4 separate regions of the Mus musculus genome follow, and all the other regions are linked to region 1. The links are chromatin contacts, called in public HiChIP or PLAC-seq and promoter capture Hi-C maps. All regions are on one chromosome and are shown on one strand. Each heading gives the region's core, a stretch centred on a gene start, on an enhancer-like site or on the middle of the called end of the contact. The rest is flanking DNA. Distances are from core to core; before and after follow the strand shown.

Evidence for each region. HiChIP or PLAC-seq counts read pairs in DNA pulled down with a chosen protein or histone mark. Capture Hi-C pulls out chosen DNA fragments and counts their contacts.
Region 2: a contact with region 1 is called in an H3K27ac HiChIP or PLAC-seq map of embryonic stem cells, with 3 times the contacts expected there. The contact joins the promoter of Rnf138rt1 here to the promoter of Siah1b in region 1. A contact is called at or near these places in 1 of 39 promoter capture datasets (stem cell-derived epiblast-like cells), 2 of 484 Hi-C or Micro-C datasets (both in embryonic stem cells), 1 of 115 datasets of contacts at active chromatin or transcription factors (embryonic stem cells) and 1 of 9 other capture datasets (liver).
Region 3: an H3K27ac HiChIP or PLAC-seq map of the NIH/3T3 cell line shows a contact between it and region 1, with 3 times the contacts expected there. The contact joins the enhancer-like site here to the promoter of Siah1b in region 1. A contact is called at or near these places in 9 of 39 promoter capture datasets (the 3T3-L1 cell line, the C10 cell line, cranial neural crest and 5 more), 22 of 484 Hi-C or Micro-C datasets (the C2C12 cell line, the G1E-ER4 cell line, the HL-1 cell line and 14 more), 21 of 115 datasets of contacts at active chromatin or transcription factors (the NIH/3T3 cell line, T-cell acute lymphoblastic leukemia, cardiomyocytes and 9 more) and 3 of 9 other capture datasets (adipose tissue, liver and macrophages).
Region 4: a contact with region 1 is called in a promoter capture Hi-C map of adipose tissue. The contact joins the promoter of Vegfd here to the promoter of Siah1b in region 1. A contact is called at or near these places in 11 of 39 promoter capture datasets (the 3T3-L1 cell line, 3T3-L1-derived adipocytes, the C10 cell line and 6 more), 4 of 484 Hi-C or Micro-C datasets (beige adipocytes, embryonic stem cells, nephron progenitors and 1 more), 7 of 115 datasets of contacts at active chromatin or transcription factors (cardiomyocytes, embryonic stem cells, extraembryonic endoderm stem cells and 2 more) and 2 of 9 other capture datasets (adipose tissue and liver).

Annotation. Positions count from the first base shown.
Region 1 is chrX:164,075,125-164,077,900 of GRCm38.p6, reverse strand. It overlaps Siah1b (siah E3 ubiquitin protein ligase 1B), which reads left to right and starts at 1,408. Exons shown (of 4, transcript NM_001308385.1): 1 at 1,408-1,714; 2 at 2,232-2,323.
Region 2 is chrX:163,759,977-163,762,752 of GRCm38.p6, reverse strand. Rnf138rt1 (ring finger protein 138, retrogene 1) reads left to right here and starts at 1,421. Exons shown (of 1, transcript NM_028842.3): 1 at 1,421-2,614. The coding sequence starts at 1,770. The coding sequence ends at 2,516.
Region 3 is chrX:164,392,984-164,395,759 of GRCm38.p6, reverse strand. Vegfd (vascular endothelial growth factor D) reads right to left here. Exons shown (of 7, transcript NM_010216.2): 4 at 1,179-1,327. Among named protein-coding and RNA genes, the nearest start is that of Vegfd, 21 kb to the right of the region's middle. Within about 2 kb of position 1,454, at least 19 of the 459 cell types and tissues checked have an H3K27ac peak or open chromatin away from gene starts, as enhancers often do. A contact at or near this core is called in the C2C12 cell line, the HL-1 cell line, the NIH/3T3 cell line and 2 more, where this site is marked.
Region 4 is chrX:164,372,132-164,374,907 of GRCm38.p6, reverse strand. It overlaps Vegfd (vascular endothelial growth factor D), which reads right to left and starts at 1,386. Exons shown (of 7, transcript NM_010216.2): 1 at 989-1,386. The coding sequence starts at 1,078. It overlaps Pir (pirin), which reads right to left. Exons shown (of 10, transcript NM_027153.3): 10 at 1,895-2,455. The coding sequence ends at 2,343.

The DNA of each region.
Region 1 (2,776 bases), core at 159-2,658:
TCAAGCCACACAAGGGTGGAAAGTGGAGGAGAGGGAAACTCATATTTTAAAGTGATCACAAAATCGTGACTGCTGACACATGGAACTAATCTTTGTGTGATGGAGGGGAAACTTGTAACCCTCCACACAAATGAAAAGGCGATATTGTCAGTGAATATTTGTTGAGAATTTGATTGTGTGAGGGCTGTAGTAACTACTATGGAAATGGCCAGTGGTTTCATGCTCCCAGCTACTCCTGCCGATTGGATCAACACACCAGCTCTTACCAAGCACTGGTTCCACCTATCCAGTCTCTTATCACATCTTTTTTTATTTATTTATCTTGTCCTTGAAGCAAAGAACTTCAAGATTCTTTCAGGCTTCTTGTACTTTCAGAATATAGTCACAGATTTTGAATGTAGGAACAAAGAGCGAATGGAACGGTTTTTTTCCTCCCTGTGTGCCCATTCAGAGTTTTTTGGGTTAGCATTGTCTCTGTGGGAGCCAAATTATAAGAGTAATGTCGGAGTATGGGGTAGGGGTGGAGGGCTTCAAAGCAGAGATGAAAGTGTGGTGCAGTCTAGAGAGCTTCATAGTATGAGGGAGAGCTGGTGCCTAGAAAAAGTCATAAGAACTAGAAGGGCAGTGTGCTTCCTCCACGTACCTGTCTAAAATTTAAAGCCTGCTGAGTGAGAGGCTGGAAGAAACACTGGGTTGGCTCCCCAGGTCTCATTAAAAGGGCACGAAAAAGCCGGGCATGGTGGCGCACACCTTTAATCCCAGCACTTGGGAGGCAGAGGCAGGCAGATTTCTGAGTTCGAGGCCCAGCCTGGTCTACAAAGTGAGTTCCAGGATAGCCAGGGCTACACAGAGAGACCCTGTCTCGAAAAACCAAAAAAAAAAAAAAAAAAAAAAAAAAGGCACGAAAAGGAATTGCGAGGTTTCAGTTCCACCACTGAACCCCACCACTGGGCAAGCAGTTTTGTTTCCCATCGGTTTCTGCTCATAAATTACCACTGGCAGAAACACGAAAAAATAAAAGTGTCATTACTTTACTTTTTATTTATTTATTTATTTAGCATCTAGAATTTGGACTGTTTTCAAGAGGGACTTTGGGGTATCCTTTTTCAAGAGAGACACTCGATCTGGCGAGAGAGGGGCGGCCAAGGTGAAGGCCACGGTAGGTGATTAGGGAACCTCTGAGGTGTCTTAGACTTAAAGCAGTAAAATATGCTTGCAGGGGAAAAGAGGTCTCTTTGAGAGGCGGGCTCATAGCTTGCTCTCAAGCCAAGCTCTGATAGGCCAATAAGAAAGTCTAACGAAAGAGGGGACGTGACGTGACGTGACCCAGCCAGGCTTCGGCACCATGGTAACGGCATCACCCATAAGAAGGAGCTAGTGGTACAGCCCGGAGGAAAAGGCGTGGTCTAAGCGACGGATGGAGGCGGGCTGGTGACATGGGCGGAGCGCGAAAATCGGCCTGTGGTCTTAGGCGCAAGGGTGATCGCATGCCGCTGTTCGAGATCAAAGGCCTGGGCAAGTCACTTGTGGCTGTTCTCAGGGTCTCCTCAGCGGTCTCCCTGTAGAGCTGCGGTCGAAAGCCGGAGCCGGAGCCGGAGCGAGCCAGAGCCGGATTGAGCCGGAACCGGAGCTACCGGAGGGCGGGACTTCCGGTTTCTGGGCCCAAGACAGAGGGCGGGTCAGGAGTCAAGGTCTCGCGAGGCTGCGGCGTGAGGTAAGGGGGCGTAAGCAAGCTCCTCATAGGCTGGCAGCCTCGTGCCGGGAGCCCGCGCGGAGGTTGAATTCGGTAAGGATGGGCGACTGTGTGTGACCGCGGCCGCGGGGTCGCAGGGCCTGTCTGTGGGGACAAGGACTACCCCTTTGGCCTTTACACGCACTGTCTTGAGGTACCTTGGTCCGGGGAGACCCGAAAGATGTAGGTCCGAGAGTATAACGGAGGGGCTACTCGAGCTTCCCCCAGGAACCGGCTTCCCAGGGCGCTCTCGTCAGTACAGGGTCACTAACTAACCCCTGGGGATTGGATCCGGTTTGGAGATGGGGCGACTGCATTTCTAGACACCGAGGCTGAAGACGCTGGAACTCATCCGGATTGGGGGGGGGGGGGACGGATAACGCCACCCTCCAGGGTGGGCATTGGTAGCACAGTAGTGTCGGGAACACAAGTCTGACCCGTCTCCACTTCTCAAGTTCTTAACATCTTTTTTTTTTTTTTCTTTTGTGCCCTACTCCAGATCGAGAGACCAGGAACTTCAAAATAGTGCCTGGGATCCGGATGACAGCAGGCATTAAGGGCTGGCTACTGGACTGAAGCTGCTGGAAACTTGTAAGTATAACTCCACCTCGTTTGTCTTTTCCTGAAAAAGCTTGAGAAATAATTTGAATGTGTACACCTTAGTTTGAATAATCTCTTCTGAAAACCACGGTTGCTTTTTCTCCTGCTTTCTGGACTGTAAGTCTGCCAATCTCCCCTTTGCTATCCAAAAGTTTGGTTGGCATGTGTGTGCCCGAAGAACTGTGAGCATGACTAGTATGCACAACAAAGCTTTTCTTTTTGAAACTTTAAGCATGCTGAAGTTATGCAGAAACGGAGAGAGAGTTGCAACCAGTGTCAACTATCTCAGAGTCTAGTGTGGCCTGTTTGAGGTCGTCTTTTTTTGATAAGGCAGGTCTCTATACTTCTGTTTATTTCTGTGGATCTCAACCTGTCCAGAGGTTAGATTTTTAACATTTTCAAGCAGTTCAGGGTTAATTCTAGCTGGATGGTGTGTAAGTGTGT
Region 2 (2,776 bases), core at 172-2,671, 320 kb after region 1:
TAATGGGAACCTGAAGTCTGGAAGGATGCACCATCGATACTGGGAGGATTCAGTCTCCATGGTGGAAATCCATATGTATGTCATAAATCCATAGACGCCTGGAATACAGTTTAGAAATATTATGGGCCAATTATTTTAGACATCCTACAGGAAGTGGGTAAGTTGTGAAATCTATGTACAGCACACTGGGTAGCTGGTTAATAAGACACTGTTTGCTAGGAAACAGTTCCATGGAGAACACGTTTGGGATACCATCTCACTTGATATTTTCAGAAGTCTATGAACAATTTCAATTGCAGCCCACGGTGCCATTTTACAGATGAGCAATCAGAGGCTCTTGGTGTGCCTTTTGTATTTCAACACTTCTCCCCCCCCCCCGTGTGTGTGTTTGTGTTCACCTTTTGGATTTAGCATACCTGAGCACCCTCAGGGGAGTGCCCAGGGAAGGACAGGCAGCAATGATGAAGGTAAAAGCTACATTTTTAGCTAAGTCTTGGGTGAGAATTTTTTAAGTGAATAAAAATAAAGTCTCTCGAAGATATGCACTATCACTGTCAGTGGCTCTGGGTGACAAGGGACACTGAGTAGAAACTCAGAAGTGCATGGTGATGGCGAAGGGTCAGGCTCTTGCTCTTGTCGGAACATCTAGGACATCACTAATTTGTTGGGTGATATGAGAGAAAATATTTCATCTGCCTGGACCTCAGAGTAGATAATTTCTCAAGCTCATATACAGTTAACATCACACAATTTCTTGCTTGGCTTTGTAGAACAGATGGGAAAAATCCTAAAGCAGGGGTCTGGTAAGAGGTCAGCTATTTAGCTTGTAGATTTCTGCTTTGGATCTATGGGCCTCACCTGTCTAGTTTAAGGACTGAGAGGTTTCTCAGTTCTCATTAATGAAAGGAGAGGACTGACAAGCTGAATTAGTGAATTTTAGGAATTTTAAATGATGCACGCTGAAGAGTAAAGAAACGTGGTATATACAGGAGAGCCAATATACTGTTACACACAGTAGCCTGATAGCAGTGGTCCACATAGAATGATCACTTAGGTACCTGGAGGACTTTATGAAGACGTAGGGATTAAATCCAGCGGCTTGCGCTTGCAATCGAATCACCAAGCTGTGCTGGCGGATCTCTTTGTACTCTTCCCAGACAGGGGCTCCCTAAATCTCTCAGTCTGGGTTTGAACTCGCGATCATACTGCCTCAGCACCCCTTAATGGCTAGGATTACAAGCCTGCGCCACTAGGCCCAGCTGGATTTAAAAACAAAAACAGAAAACAAACAAACAAAAAAAAACTTGGTAAAGTAAGCGGACCTGGCAGCTTACGTCACAACCAGCTGAAGGCGCGACGCGCTGGTTGCTATGGAGGCCGTCCTATTGACCCCGCCTCCGGCTCTCCTGTGGCTATCCACTCTGCAGTGACCAACCAGCCTGGCAGGCAGCAGTTACCTCTCAACTGATGGCTGAATAGGAGGTATCTCCATCACCATGAGCTTCGGGTCTGGCGGGTTCTGAGGCTCATAAGAACAGAGCATCACCCGTCATTCGCTGGAGATCCAGTGGTCTGAAGCTCACTCAACTGCTGGACAGAAAGGCGCTGAAATCGGACTGCAGCAGGGGACCACCTGTCTGCGGATCTGCCGCGGAGAGAGCTTGACCCAAAGCGCTGCTTGGAGAGGATCCGGAGGGGAGCTCTGAGCCGCCACCGCCACCTTGGCAGCCGCGAGCCGCCATCGCCTTGGGCTTCTACCGGTCGCCACTATGGCCGAGGAAGAATCTGCCTCCACCACGTCTTATACTGAAGATGATTTCTACTGTCCGATATGCCAAGAAGTCTTCAAAACGCCAGTTCGGGTCGCGGCCTGTAAGCATGTTTTCTGCAGAAAATGTTTCCTGAGTGCAATGAAGGAGAGCCGGCTCCACTGCCCCCTGTGCCGTGGAAATGTGACTAGAAGAGAAAGAGCTTGTCCAGTGAGGGCTGTAGACCTCGAAACCATCATGAGACATTTTCCTGGTAATTGCCGATGCTGTTCCCAGCGCGTTGAACTCTATCGTATGAGGCAGCACTACAAAACTTGCGAAAAGTACCAGGATGAATTTGGAGTTTCTACATCTGTTTCAAGCTTCCAACAGTCTCCAAACTCCGTGGGCAACAGTAACAACGAGGCACCGGCCTCAGCGAATGCTGAGGTTTTACAAGAAGAGGAAGAGAACGCAAGCCCACCTGATGAGCCCACCTTCGATTGTCCTCTGTGTGAAGAAGTAACCATGAGCAGGCAACGTTTGCTGGATCATTGCAACAGCAGCCACCGAGGTCGTGTCGTTTCAGTCACTTGCCCAATTTGCCTATCTCTTCCATGGGGCGACCCGCCTCAACTCACCAGAAATTTTGTTAGTCACCTTAATCAGAGGCATCAGTTTGATTACGGAGATTTCGTGAATCTTCAGCTGGATGAGGAAACCCAATTTCAGATCGCCATTGAAGAGTCCTTCCACGTCAACATCTAGAGGGACTGTACTCATTTCTACAATTGTTCCTAAGGGACAATTTACATTAAAACATCCCTTCAATAACTTGATGTTTTAAATAAAAGTGATCAGTCTGACCTTTTAGTTTTTCTTTCATTACAAATCGAAATTATGTTAAAACTTAGTCCCTTGGACAAGAGGATCAGGGAGGGGGAAGGAAGAGGACAGAAGAGGAGTGGGGAGGGATGGGAGAGAAGAAAAGAGGGTGGGGATCAGGAATGGGGAGGAGCAAGGGAAGA
Region 3 (2,776 bases), core at 205-2,704, 320 kb before region 1:
TCTCACGGCATGGTGACTGTGAAAAAATTACAACTGTGTGAGAAGAGTTGTAAAGACCTTAACGTTGGGGCTAAAGAGCCGGTTCAGCAGCTCAGAATGAGTACTGTTCTTCCACGGGGCCGAGTTCAGTTCTCAACACCCATGTGGATCGGCTCACAACCACCTAGAATCCCTCCTCTAAACGATCCAGCACTTTCTCCTGGACTCCAATGGCACATGCACAGATGTGCAGACCCACACACATGCATACATAGACACAAACAAACAAAAGAAAATATGGAGCTTACTTTATATTTAGAAATGACATCTTATGACATAATAATTCTATAGTTATAAATATTCTATTAGGGAAACTTTAGAGACTAAACTTGGATTTATGAGAGTCACTGTTTGCACAGGAGTGAGGGGAGACATGGTAGCTATGAGGCTGGAGCAGTTTTACAATGCATTCGGCCACTCATTCTAAGAACAAAGGTGTTGGGCCAATGTGGCAGCACATCTTAAATCCCAGCACTCAGGAAGCACAGGCAGAGTTCAAGGGCAGCCTGGTCTACAGAGTGAGTTTCAGTTCAGCCAGGGATACAAAGTGAGATCCTGTCTCAAAAATATCAAAATAAAAAACAAACATACAAAAAAAAACCCACAGTAAAACCCTGAAGGTGTCTGAATCCAAACATGCTGTGTTCATGATCCTCAAGGTTTTGGGTCCTACTGTAATATAGATATAGCACCTAGTAAAAAAATAATGTGTTTGTCAAATACTATGAATAGATCTGGTTTTAAAGTCAGAAGATGAAAAAATTTAATGAAGAGAATGTAATTTTTGCAATTACAATGCAATTGCAACTTATATTTTTTCTATTTGTGTCTTCAACATTTTGATTAGTGTATATTGTAAAAAAATAATGGTTTTCACCATACCATATTCATGCATGCATAAAATATACTTCACCTGCACTTTTCTCCTCTCTTTTCCTCTCTGCCTCCTCCTCTTCATCTGCTTCCTTTCCCTAAAAACCCCCCTTCTACTTTCATGTCTTTTTGTTTTTTAATGCTCCATAAAACAGAAAATGTGCAACACATGTCTTTCTGAGGATGCCTGTATAATGGGTAAAGGAATGTACATGCAGTTTTGTCAAAAGCAAGAACAGACATTATCAAGTCCAGGAAATGCTTACTCATCTTCTTCTGGGGTCTGAATGGATCTTCTGATAATTGAGTAAGGATGGCGGGGGCCCGTGGGCAAGCACTTACAACCCGTATGGTTGGCAATTTTAACAGGCACTAACTCGGGCACTGATGTCAGAGGCACTGATATCTCAAAGAGCTGCAGCAAAGAAAGAGAACCATGATGTAAATTTTATTGTATACTTTTCTCAGTTTCCACCATCTGCATTTTTGCCCTTATCCTTTATGGTAATGACTTCAGCAAAGTTATTCATGAGCAATAGAGTTAGTCATTGTAAGTAAGCGGTTTGGAATGCCGGGAGTCAGGAGACAGGGGGCCTTATCCAGCTTGCTCTCCTAAGTGTTTTCCTAATCTGTTCTTTTCACTATCATTCAAGTTCTTTAAAAATCCCTGCTCTCTGCTCTTGTTTTTAAAATTGAATATAAATTGTAAGTATAAACAAAATAAAATCTTTGGTGGTTCTTTGGGACGTGGGTGGATTTGATTGTTATTTAAACTACTTACTCATCCCTTCCCAAACCATTTCTATTGATGACAGACAATTTCCTACCTCCTGGCATTGAGCTTGGCCATAAAACTTGTTTTGGCCAATAAGATGATAGCTGACACCACATAGTACAAATTGGGACTGTGCATGCCTTGTGAGATTTATTATGTCTTGCTTATGGTATAGCCATGAAATGGATATAGCCTGTAAGCTACGCTAGTCCAAGGGAGGACATACAAAGCAGGTTGGACTCACATAGCACCTTGGAGAATTTTGAACCTCAGATACACAAGAGAGAATAAATTAAAGCCCCTGAGTTTTAGGGCATTTGCTATAAAAGTATTGTGTAGCTAAATTGGGACCATATCCAGACAGATAATTATAGCTAGTATGCTTATTTCTATGTTCCTATACACCTGCTCTTTTGTACATACTTGATGATTAATTTATTTATCACTTGTAAAAATCATTATATTTGGGGCCCTGGAGAGATGGTTCAGTAGTTAAAAGCACTTGCTGCTCCTGCAGAAGACCCTGTTTTAGTTCCCAGCACCCATATCAAGTGGCTTACAACACAGGTAACTTCAGCTCCAGGAGATCTGGTGCCATCTTCTGGCTGTCACAGGCACTGAATTCATGTAGCAGACACAGATATAAATAAAAATTAAAAAATAATAATTTAAAAAGCATTATATTTATTCATGATCCCTTACATGACAGATAAAGAGATGCCCAAAGAGCACACACAAGTTTCAAGAAGTGTAGATGAACTTGAGCTTGACTCTGAGACATTGGCCACTCAATCATCATTCCATGCAGTTCCATTTACTTTGGTTCTAATAGGTAGTTGATCACATGATCTGTACCTTTAAGGTAGAAAGTGCCAAACTGCACACACATGGCTATTTGGAACAAACAAAAATCCCTGCTGTGCACTTACATTTGAATAAATTCATTCATATGAATCATTTGTTGAGTGCCTCAGCCAAAACAAAGCAATCAACTATCTACTAAGTGGAAACAATTCATTCAGGTTGTGTTTATTTGGATCTTTCATCGTGTCATGAAAACAAGAACAAGTAAGGGTGTTTTTCAGCATA
Region 4 (2,776 bases), core at 137-2,636, 300 kb before region 1:
GTTAGTCTTGACCTATGAAACCTGGATGCAGAGTTACTACCTGTTTATGGACTCTATGCATATGATGGTTCCCATGTCAAAGAGTTCACATCGTCATGAACTAATTTTCCCCTCTGGGGGGCGATATGCTCCCCCGTATGGAAAATTCAAGCCATAAAACTCAAGCCCACATCTGATTTCTATCTGCTCATAGCCAGAGATTTCTAAATCAGTCATGATTTAGTAGCACTCCAGTCAAAACAATTGCATCCGGGTCCTTTTCAAAAATAAAAAGGCTTGAAAGATACAAAATATGAAACGAAAATGTTATTCTAGCAGTCAGTAATCCCATTGTTCATCCTTTTTGCATGGTTCTCAATGTCTTGGGCTGTCCTTGATGCCTGCTCATAGAACCAAAGATCTGCTGACTACTTTATCTTAGACACATTTCTCTAAAGCAGAAACAGGAAAACAAAAACAAACCCCAAGAAAACTTGTCTTTCCTGAATGGTAGCAATTGGTAATTGGTAATAAGCAAAACCAGACAGAAAACATCCACACACACACACACACACACACACACACACACACACAAAAACCACTGTGATTTTCAATTTACAGAAGAAATTACTCAACCTGGCTGCTCACAAAAACCTACAAACCAAGGGCCCACAAAATTGTGTGTGTCACAGAGGCAAATCACAGCTTCAACAGAAAACCACTGTGCCATCTGCAAGCACAACTGGGAGCAAACTGGTTCCGTGTCAAAGATTTCCAGAATGCTCATGTTCTGTCCCCATTCCAAACACACACACACACACACACACACACACACACACACACACACACTTTCAAACATTCATGGTAAGAAACTTATTAAGCCCCCAAAGTAAAGCATTAATACACACAGGCTAAGAATAGGCAGGGCTTTTAGACTGCTTCAAAACCAGCGAGGGCAAAGGACTTTTTCTGTGAAAGCCAATAAAGAGAAATATTCAAGCTCACCTACCTTCACTGGTCCATGTTCGCTCCTGAAGCCCTGCACCAAGTACACATGGAACATCATGAGGATATTCCCCATTCCCCATTCTCCATACATTTTGAATATTTTAAATGTCTACCGATGACTAAGCAGTTGTTTCCAGGCAGCTACTGAAAAGTGTTGCAAAAGGCATTCTCCAGAAGCAAAGTTTGAAGCCCCAAACTTTACATGGAAAAAAACAATCACATGATCAGTTGTAATTAAAATCCAATGAAATGACTTGAGTAAGTCAAGGGACTCCCTCACTGCCTCACACACAATCTTAGTATGGGAGAAAGCAATGAAAAATATTTCAAAGTTTCCCGCTGCAAAAATAATCAGGAGGTGGTCATATCTTCCACTTGAAACTAGAAATCACTCTACAGACATTTCTTATCCAGAAAGTTGAAGATAAAAAAAAAAACCCCACCCTACGCTCAAGGTTCTAGCTGCTTTATAAGGAGGTGGTATGACCACAAACACTTGCAGTTACAGCAGGCTAAAACCCAACTATGGATTCAAACTTTTTCACAACCTTCAAGAGAGCTTGCAGGAGCATATGTCTTAAATCTGACAGAGTTTGGCAGAAAACGCTGGGAAGTCTTGGCTGGAATCCTGCTGTGTTCCTAGCAAGAGCAGGGCAGTTTTAAAAGCTGACTCACATGGGCAGGACTGCTGTGTTTTTTTTTTTAAGCACGTTGCCTGTAACATGAAACCCAGAACACAGTTCTGATGGCCAGGATGGCAGATGGGCTTCAGTAGAGGGACTTTAGATGCTCAGATATCTGCTGTCAGCAGCACAGAAAGCAGCAGCAACAAAAAACATGCTTCAAGAAACCCCAAAGGGCAGAGAATAAAAAGGCATCTATCTACTCCCATATAAAAAAGCACATGTAAATAGCAATTAATTTTTATAGGTGCTTAATAATTTCTACCAAATGAAGAACATTGATTTTTTAAAAGCAACAAGTAAAATTATTTGCATGTATCAGGAAATATTTTACATATGTTACTGCCATTTTTTTATTGTTTGTAGTTTTCCTTTTTAAATTAAACATATTCTTTGACAATTTCAAACATGAATATAATGCATTCTGAAGATTCATTACAAAAAAACATCTTTTTAATGTGGAATTCTATTTTTTATTTTTCCATTTTCAAGACAGATGGGCTTGGAAATCGGAGATACCCAATGTCTCTGACTCCTAGAGTGCTGGGATTAAAGGACTCTGCATCACTAAGCCCAGCTTAATGTGGCTTCAGAAGCACCAGCTAAACTAGCCTTGGAAATTTAATATACCGAATGGCCAGTCCATCCAAGTGGCAGCGTCTCAGCTCTTCATTAGTTTCCAATCTTTGACTTCCAGGTTCTGGCCCCCTCAAAACCATTTTTTGCATTTCTGAAATCAAGAATGGCCTGAGAAATTTCCTCATTGGTATTCATCACAAATGGACCTAGGGCAGAAAGAGACATTCACAAAGTTCTGGGTGATGACATGTTCCTCTATCACTATAATTGTTATGTATTCCTATAGCTCCTCAGTTAAAACAAAATCTAGGCATAGCTGGGCATCAATAGCCCATTTTCACACTGTTCAGTCATACGGAACTAGTTAGCATTTGTGTTTTGTGGCTAGGACTATATACAATTATATGTTATCATTCAGACCAGACTTAGATAAACAGGATTGAGTCTCACTGTCTACTGAAGGTTCCTCACAAGCAATGACAATCCCTTTTTCCAGCACATTCTGTAGTTGTTATTTTGTAGATCCT